Regions from separate parts of the Hordeum vulgare genome. Here region 2 is linked to region 1. Evidence: chromatin contacts called from public Hi-C data. All regions are on one chromosome and are shown on one strand. The core of a region is the stretch at or near the end of the contact, and the rest is flanking DNA. Distances in the headings are between cores, read along the strand shown. Region 1 holds the start of LOC123425728 (DNA repair protein RAD51 homolog 3). Region 2 holds the start of LOC123429870 (cyclin-D6-1).

Evidence for each region. A called contact is a pair of places that touch in the nucleus more often than the background predicts.
Region 2: a contact with region 1 is called in a Hi-C map of seedling, with 5 times the contacts expected there. The contact joins the promoter of LOC123429870 here to the promoter of LOC123425728 in region 1. A contact is called at or near these places in 1 of 6 Hi-C or Micro-C datasets (seedling) and 1 of 1 datasets of contacts at active chromatin or transcription factors (embryo).

Annotation. Positions count from the first base shown.
Region 1 is chr2H:175,137,512-175,141,844 of MorexV3_pseudomolecules_assembly, forward strand. It overlaps LOC123425728 (DNA repair protein RAD51 homolog 3), which reads right to left and starts at 1,796. Exons shown (of 8, transcript XM_045109437.1): 1 at 1,577-1,796. The coding sequence starts at 1,664.
Region 2 is chr2H:175,723,579-175,727,911 of MorexV3_pseudomolecules_assembly, forward strand. It overlaps LOC123429870 (cyclin-D6-1), which reads left to right and starts at 2,069. Exons shown (of 6, transcript XM_045113847.1): 1 at 2,069-2,423; 2 at 2,508-2,600; 3 at 2,685-2,786; 4 at 2,887-3,094; 5 at 3,199-3,329; 6 at 3,639-4,248. The coding sequence starts at 2,238. The coding sequence ends at 3,848.

The sequences.
Region 1 (4,333 bases), core at 546-3,045:
TGGCCAAGCATAACAAAACAGGACGAACGGAATCATAACACGTTCACAAGCAATAGCCAAGAAACGACATCGTACAAGGAGTATGTTTCTCTTAGAACAGCGCTAGGCTCCTCCACTCCCTTGAATTTGTTGGCACCCTCAATGAACTTGAGAATATCGACAGCCTCCTAGGTATCATTGTTCATATCTGTACAAGTACAACAGGAGAGGATGCAGATGGTGTGCGTCTGTGCATAGGCACACCAAAAAATTGTGGGTTTAAGTAATCACTGGGTGACTGGAAGCTCGTAACTCAACCAATATCCAAGACTACGGGTGGAGAGTGCAGACAGCAGGTGCCTGTGACCTCATGATGAGGTATCGTAGAACAAGGCGAGCAATGGTAGCAACACGCTTGAGAGGTAGAGGGGTTTGACGCGTGAAGTGTCAACAGTGAAGCTACGGCATGGGTGCAGCTTTTGGAATGGTGGAGAGCAAAAGTCATTGTGGAGGAGATAAATTTTCAGGATGGAAGTACAGATTATGTGAATAGACAGAAAACAAACTATTATGTGTATGTCCATCCAGATACAAAGGGTCTCTTTATAACTAATATAAACAAGTCAGAGTGAAATTTTCTTTAGGGCTCCGTTTGGGTGTCAAAACTCAACTCCGTAAATGATCTGGAGAATTCAAGCGAAAATTTCAATTCAGCCCAAGATGGAGATGAGCTGTGATTCCAATTTCCATGGAATAAGTGTAAAGAATATGTGTCAAAATGGAAATTAGTAATTGCACAGTTAATACATACTTTTGAATCTTTACTTGAATTGCAGGTACCAAGACAAAAGTTAATGCCTTCTAAGTCAATGTTGCAAGACACCTTGTCTCCTATGCTTACTTGAATTGCCTTCTATGCTTGAGCTTCTCATTTTCTAACTTGCTTCGCAACAAATTAAAACAAGCCAGAAACTACTTTAAAGGAGCCGCGCCAAGGCTGCAAACAGCATAAGAAATGCACAAAAGGATGACAGCACATAACTACAGAAACCACTGCCCCATGTTCCATAGAAAAGAAGAATAGAAGCAAACGACAATTTTGACTCCTCAATTCAAAGACAGCACCGAACCATGACCAGTGTTGTTATCGTCTCAGATCCAGGAAGCACCAACAAACATACTGGTATTATTATCCTTCAGAGCAGGATACCATACTTCCACTAAAGATCAGCTACACATCAACTAAAAGCCAGCTTTTCCCTACAAATGTTGCCAGCGTCAGCAGGAACCCTACAGCGAAAAAAACTAGACGAATCCAACAGAAGACACAAACCTTACAACGTGATTCACAGACACTTGCGCAAAGGCATAGCAATCCCTACACATAAAACATGGAGAAAGAATAACAACACAAAACCATAGAACCACTAGAACCCGAATCAACCAGGCACACCGCACACATCAAATCAGGGGCATCCCGCATCATTTCCTCACGGGACAAGAGAACCTCCCCATCTCCCGCTGCTAAAACCGAGCGCACAAACGGCTCCTGCCAGCTGCGTGCAGAATCGAACGGAATAAGCACGGGCGGGGATACCTTGGAGGAGGAGCTTCTGCGCGGTCTTGTTGGGAGCCATGTCGCATCCGCGGAGCGCGGCGTAGGCCTCCTCGTCGGTGTGGTTCATGGAGAGTGGAGACCCCCTTGTTTGGGGAGAATTGATTTTAACCCCCTGTTCGTTCGCCTTGGATCTTATGCCCTCTTCTTTGCTTGCCTTTCTCTGAACCCCCCAGTTCAGTCTAGCTCTTGCTGATGTCCCCCTTTGACATGTTTAACAAACTTGTTAGTATATGACCATCAAATAGAAATAAGGATAGACAGAAGTACCCTTCAGTTTAGAAGGCACAGCCTCGTTCGGATGTCGCAGCCACAACATATTTTCTCAAAATAAACAATGACATGAAGTACTTCAGCTGTGCTATGTTTCACACACACAAAAACAGTATACTTCTGCTGTCATACATGGTCTTACATAAAAAACACACTACAAATATATAGTCTAACAATGATTCACACCCCTTTGCAGATCGAACCCCTCACACTTAAATCCCCATACCAATCTCCCTCTTCACCTAGGGTTTCTAGGATTTAGACAACCATACAAGAGAAACCACGAATCCATGGAAAACGGAAGGGGAGTACCTTGGGGCAGCAATGGAGGGCGGCTGATGGGGCAGGGTGGGGCTCGGCACAGCAGCGGGGGCGCGGACGGTGGGCCGAGGCGCAGCGACTCTAGTTGTTGGTCGAGCGAGAAGGAAAGGGGAACGAACAGGGACAAATTCACTACTCCGACCCTAACTATGAAAAGAATTCACAGAATGAGCTCGGTCTGAAAAATTTCACGATTTGACCCTTTTTAGAAACGCCGTAAGTCGTGGCATTGCAGGTGTACTGTTCCAGCCTTCATTGGAACGTCGGTGTAATGTGATGTTTACTGCCACCTTAGAAACGCCAAGGTGGCTGACGTTGTTGCCTCTCCTCAAAACGCCAAGGTGGCTGACGTTGCTGCCTCTCCTCAAAACGCCAAGGATGATGGCGTTTCTTAGGGACAGATCGCCAGCACCGTAAGCTAGCAGGTTCTGTCCCTAAGAAACGTCATCACCCTTGGCGTTTTGAGGGGAGGCATCAACGCCATCCACCTTGGCGTTTCTAAGGTGGTAGTAAACGCCACATTACATCGGCGTTCCAGTGAAGGCTGGAAACGCCACAATTGCACGGTGTTTCATAGTACAACTGCAACGCCAGGGTTTACGACGTTTCTAAAAAGGGTCAGATCATGAAATCTTTTCAGACCGAGTTCATTCTGTGAATTCTTTACGTCTCGTGGGTCAGAACAATGAATTTGTCCAACGAACGGCTGTACTCTTGAGCAAACTTTAGGAGGGCAAATTAGTCAAATAGGAATATTATAAGACCAGTTTTTTTCATTACTAGCTAACTGAACAAATAACAATGACGAGGGGGCAATCAACAACAATTATGTGGTACAGGGAGGTTCAGATGAAGGCAAGCAAAATAGGGGGGTAAGATCCAAGGCGAGCGAAACACGGGGGTTAAAATCAATTCTCCCCCTTGTTTGGCACTAGATATTTTCGAGGCTCAAAGGGATTGGGGATGGGAAGGGATCCAGTGAACCCATAGTTTAAAAAACTAAACCGAAAATCGAACCGAAAAAGATGTTGGTTTAGGTTTTTACCGATCGGACCACCGATTCATCGGTTCGATTATGGTTTTTTAAGCAATAGAATAATATATGCTGAGTAATATATGGGGTCGCCCTATTCGTCAACCTGGATGAGGAATAGTTATTCTTCATCCCCTCTATTTTAACATCAATGCACCGTAAATTTACGTTTCATAAATTTTGTCTTATTGTAAACAGAAAAAGAGACTGTAAAAAAATATAATCCACATAATTATATTTTATGTCACGTAAAATTACGAACATACAAAAAAAGTGCAAAAATACAACAAATTCAATTCTTTCTAGTCTTGTGACCTATATTTTTGTTTTTATTTTTTCAAATTTTAGGTAGTGATTCAATATAAATGTAACTATTTGTATTTCAAATATAACTTATTTGTAAATTGATTGTAAGATTATCTTGGGTGAAGAATAAACTATTATGCACCCTCGGTGATGAATAGAGTTTCTAGTAATATATGTGCTAATATAGTGTGAAACAATGCTTAAATAAAATTATTATCAAGTAATGGACAACAAAGTAGCACATCCGAGTTGGTTATTTGGCAATTTCCATTAAAACATTTTCCTAGATTTTTTCGATTCACTAGCCCGGTCTTTTCATCGGGGTTTTCAGAAAACCAGCCGGTTCGACCGGTTTTCTTCGGTCTGATTGCAGAACGGTCTTATTAGCTTTAAAAACCGCTCAGGCCATCAGTTTCGATTTTTTTGGTCCAACCGCGGGTCCGGTCCGTTTTTTAAACTTATTCCATGAAAATTGGAATAAGTTTGACACATATTCCTTCAACCCCATCAATCCCTTCAAATCCTCCAAATCCACCCAATCCCTTCAACACCTCCAAATCCAAATCCCCATCAATCCCTTCCCCAACAATACTTGCTTGGTGCATGGGAACAGAATACACGAGGTGAGGGTACTGTATAGGATAGCAAGGGGAGGGGTTTGCGGGATAAGCAGGGACGAGATCGTTGGAAACTAGCCCACTAAACAAGGCCTCAGGGGGTTTCGGGGATTCCGGCAAGGGCCGAGATAATCCCTTGAATACTCCATGAGAGCATCTACACCCGAACATTGGAGATATGACTCCCTA
Region 2 (4,333 bases), core at 819-3,318, 590 kb after region 1:
TTTTGAAAGCTTTCAAATGCAAACTCCATTCAAATTCTCATTAATTGAAGAAGTCATGTCATCTTCTCTCATTGATTTTAAAAGATTGAATTTGAATTCCCGGAGAAGGGGAAAGTCATTTTATTCCCTCTCATTCAAAAGTTTTTGAAAAGTTTCAAACACCACTCAGGTTTCACTCACTCAAACAAACAAACAATCATTCTAACAATTATATTAACATTCCAAAATTTGGGATGTTACACCATTGGGTGGGCCCACCACGCCCCAAGGGGTCCACATGGGTTTATTGGATATGCAATAAGTCATAATGGACTGACAAGGTCATCCAAGGAAAGCCCATGAGAAAAAAGTGGAAAATTCAAAAAAGGTGGGAAATTAAGGAAGGAGTCCTAATCCAAGTGGGATTGGAGGAGAACTCCCTCCTCCACTTCGACCGACCCAAAGGCTCGTCCCTTGTGGCACAAGGCCTACCCCCTTCCTCCTCCTATATGTACTAGAGGTTTAGGGCTATTTGAGAGACAACTTTGCCACGTGCAACCCTAAACCTCTACTTCGTAGTTCTTCCTCTAGATCGGTTTTCCGCGGAGATCGGGCGGAGCCCTGCATGAATAGATCACCACCACCATCGGAGCACTGTCGCACTGCCGGGGAACTCATCTACATCCCCGTCCCTCTTTCTTTATCAAGAAGGCGGAGATCGTCATTGAGTTGTACGTGCGCGGAACGCGGAGGTGCCGTCCGTTCGACACTTGATCGGGACGGATCACGAGACGGTTCGCGGGACGGTTCGTGGGACGGATCGTGGAGACGTACCACTACATTAATCGCGTTTATTAACGCTTCCGCTTAGTGATCTGCATGGGTATGTGTATCCGATCCCCCTCTCGTAGATGATCATCACCATGATAGGTCTTCGTGTGCGTAGGATTTTTTTTTTGTTTCCCATGCTACGTTCCCTAACAAAAACCATTCAGATCACCAGACCATCGCCCCTCCATCATGCGCCCACGTGTCACCGTCTTCCTTCACTGTTGTCATTAATTTTCACTGACGTTGCCATCGCTGAGGGTCGTCACCAAAGTACGGGTTTGCTTGTAAGATGTCAATTTTAGAGGCACAATCAGAATATGGATATGGATGTGAACATTGAATTAAGTGTTGGAACCAACCGAGAGAGCAACTCAGATTCTGATGCAGGCACACCTAGTAGCTATGGACTCCCCAAATATGTCACATATGCGAGAAGGAAAAGGAACTCAAATGAGGAGGATTCTGCCTTGATCCCAATTTTTGTGTTTCATTTGGTTTTTGGTCAAACGACCAACGTGAAGACATGCCATTAGAATGTCACGATATGAAATTCTGAAAAATACCCCAGCATGCACTAGGTCTAGGTATGATTGAACTAACGACGTCTTCTTGTTTGGGCCGTGGATCCTTTGTGATCATCGTCGGGGGTAGTTCCTCGCACATACGAGCGATTTCTGCACTGTTTATATGGATACAATTTATTGTTTCATTGACACCGCGGAACTCCAGCGGCAGTAACTTCGGCGCGATATCCGCAGGATGAAGAGGATGGAGAATTTTTTCGGAAGTGAATTGTATTTTCTTTCTTTTGAGAGGTCTTGTTTAATGTTGATATTTTATAAATTTAGAGCCATGATCACCGTCCCCAAAAAAGAGAGGAAATGCTACTATGAAATAATAACATCAACGCGCCATAGAGATTTGCCCTGGAACTTGCCATAGTGACAAGAATCTCTACTTATGTCGACCAAAAATGTGGTGATTAGTGTTGTAGAATGCCGTCAACATTTTTAGCAAGAATTACTGTACCACGCTTCTTCACATGGATGAGAGCTGTCAAAAGACAAAACGCATGGGGCCGCCACGGAGTAACTCGGCTGGCCTCACAGGGTCACGCACAGGCACAGCGATTATTTCGCATCCATGACAGGTGGGTCGCCACCAGAAACTTTCTTCCTCGTCCTCTCTTTCCTCCATGTCTCGGGCCTCCCCGTCTCCACGATCTTTACAAAAAGAACCCCAAATCCACACCTTTTGTGCCATTGTCCCCGGACCCCGACGGTTCCCTTATTAAAGGCCATCTTCCCAACCAGACACAGCTAGTACTAGCACACTGCGTAGCAGGCAGCAATGGTGGCTTCCTCTCCCCCATAAAGCCACAGCCTGCGGTTCTTGGCGTGTTCTTGCCCCTTCCTCGTACGGACGCCATGGACATGCCGGGGGAGGACGAGTACGTCTACGGCTACGAGTACGAGTTCGACCTCGAGAACCCCTTCACGAGCCCCGCCGACGAGCCGATCGCCAGCCTCCTCGACGCCGAGGGCCACCACGCGCCGTCCGTGTCCGCCGCCGCCTCCGCCGTCCGCCGCGACGCTGCCCGATTCATCTCCAAGGTACGGGTCTTCGGATGTGCTGTGCGTCTCGCGAGGGGTTCGTCCCCTTCCCTTTTCTGATCCGATCAGCCTCGGTTGGCCCAGGTCCGGTACGACGGCGAGCTTGGCTTGCACCCGCGTGTGGCCTACCTCGCGCAGAACTACGTGGATCGCTTCCTCTCCAAGGGACAATTGCCGGTAAGAAGGCGAAATATCATGTCTTTCTTTCAAGAATTTGCAAGATTTCGGTCTGATCTGACAGCCAGTGGTCCCGCCGCTCAGTTCGAGCGCAAGCCATGGGCGCCGCGGCTGCTCGCCATCAGCTGCCTCTCCATCGCCGCCAAGATGCAGCGCGTCGACGCAATCTCCATGGACTACATTCAAGTACGATGATTATTGTTTGTTTTTCGGTTCCTCTGTCGCGAGTTTGTATGGGGATTAGTTGCTAATCAAGTGTGTGTTGGCGTGCGTACGTGGGTTGCAGAGGGACGAGGAGTTCATGTTCGACGCGGTGACCATCCGGCGCATGGAGCGGGTGGTGCTGGGCGCGTTGGAGTGGCGCGCGCGCTCCGTGACGCCGCTCGCCTTCCTCGGCTTCTTTCTCTCGGCGTGCTTCCCTCCGCCGCGGCACCCTGCCCTGCTCGACGCCGTCAAGGAGCGCGCCGTCGACCTCCTTCTCCGCGCCCAGCCCGGTACGTGCTTGCGCTACTCCGGCATGCCAATGCCGAACAAACCCGAACGCTATGCCCTCAGATTCATCGCCCGCTGAACTGCTGATTATCTTTTCCTCCTGCAGAGGTGAAGATGGCGGAGTTCTCGCCGTCCGTGGTGGCCGCGTCGGCGCTGCTGGCCGCCGCCGGAGAGATCGCCGTCGCCCACCTCCCCGCGTTCCAAGCCGGCGTGGCCGCTTGCTCCTTTGTAAATAGCGTGAGCATGATCTTATAAAACCGCACATTTTTGTTCTCCACCACCCACTAAACCCCCCTTAATTCTCCCAGTAACCACCACCTGTCATGTCATGCCATGCCATGCCAAACACACTCCAGATCCTTTGGGAGAGGAGACCTTGGCCACCCTGTTTATTCACAACTGTTGGCCTTTTCGTAGTTATTTTCCTCGTGAAACGCGCCCGAGCGCAGCGATTGACCCGCACTGCTGATAAGCTTTGTTTGTTGTTTTCTCGCCGGAGTTAATAATTTCGACCTCTCTTCTCACAATGACGAACTCTCTTTGCAGGAGAAGCTACGTGAGTGCGGCGAGGTGATGGCGGCGGTCTGCGGCGTCGGGCCGGGCTGGACGGCGGCGAGCGCTGACACGCCGGTGACGGTCCTCGGGCACGGCCACTACCGCAGCGCCAGCTCGGAGAGCGAGCGGACCGTCGGATCGGTGGCCAACGGCACCGATGCCAAGAAGCGATGCATGGGCCCACCTTCCCAGTGGGGGTAGGAGGCAGGACGTCGTCCGATGACCCGATGGGGCGTGACAGCTGGAAGAGCCGGGGATTTACTCTTGCCATGTTGTTCCTTTTTTACTTTTATTTCGATTCCTTTTCCATTTTAATCTTCTCGACTCGAGGTGAAGTAAGCAGGGATGGAGATTGGAGAGAAAAACTGGTGGTGGTAACTGGTAGCTGTCATTTACTAATTGTTTTTTTTGTTTCCCTTGTCTTTCCTTTTGTTCCCTGGGGTGATTTTTGCGGCAGCGGTAGTAGTACTCCAGTAGTACTACGTACTGTAGATGCTAGGCTGGTATTTTCCCGCAAAAAAGAGGGATGCTAGGCTGGTGGATGAATATATTGGGATGTGGAGTAGTGGTAATAAACTTACAATGTTTCGTTGCTGAAAAATAAGACCAAAAGCGTGTGCTCGTTACTGATCTTGACTCACATTACTTTTTCTTTAGCTCTCTTTTCTGATTTGAAAATCCTCATA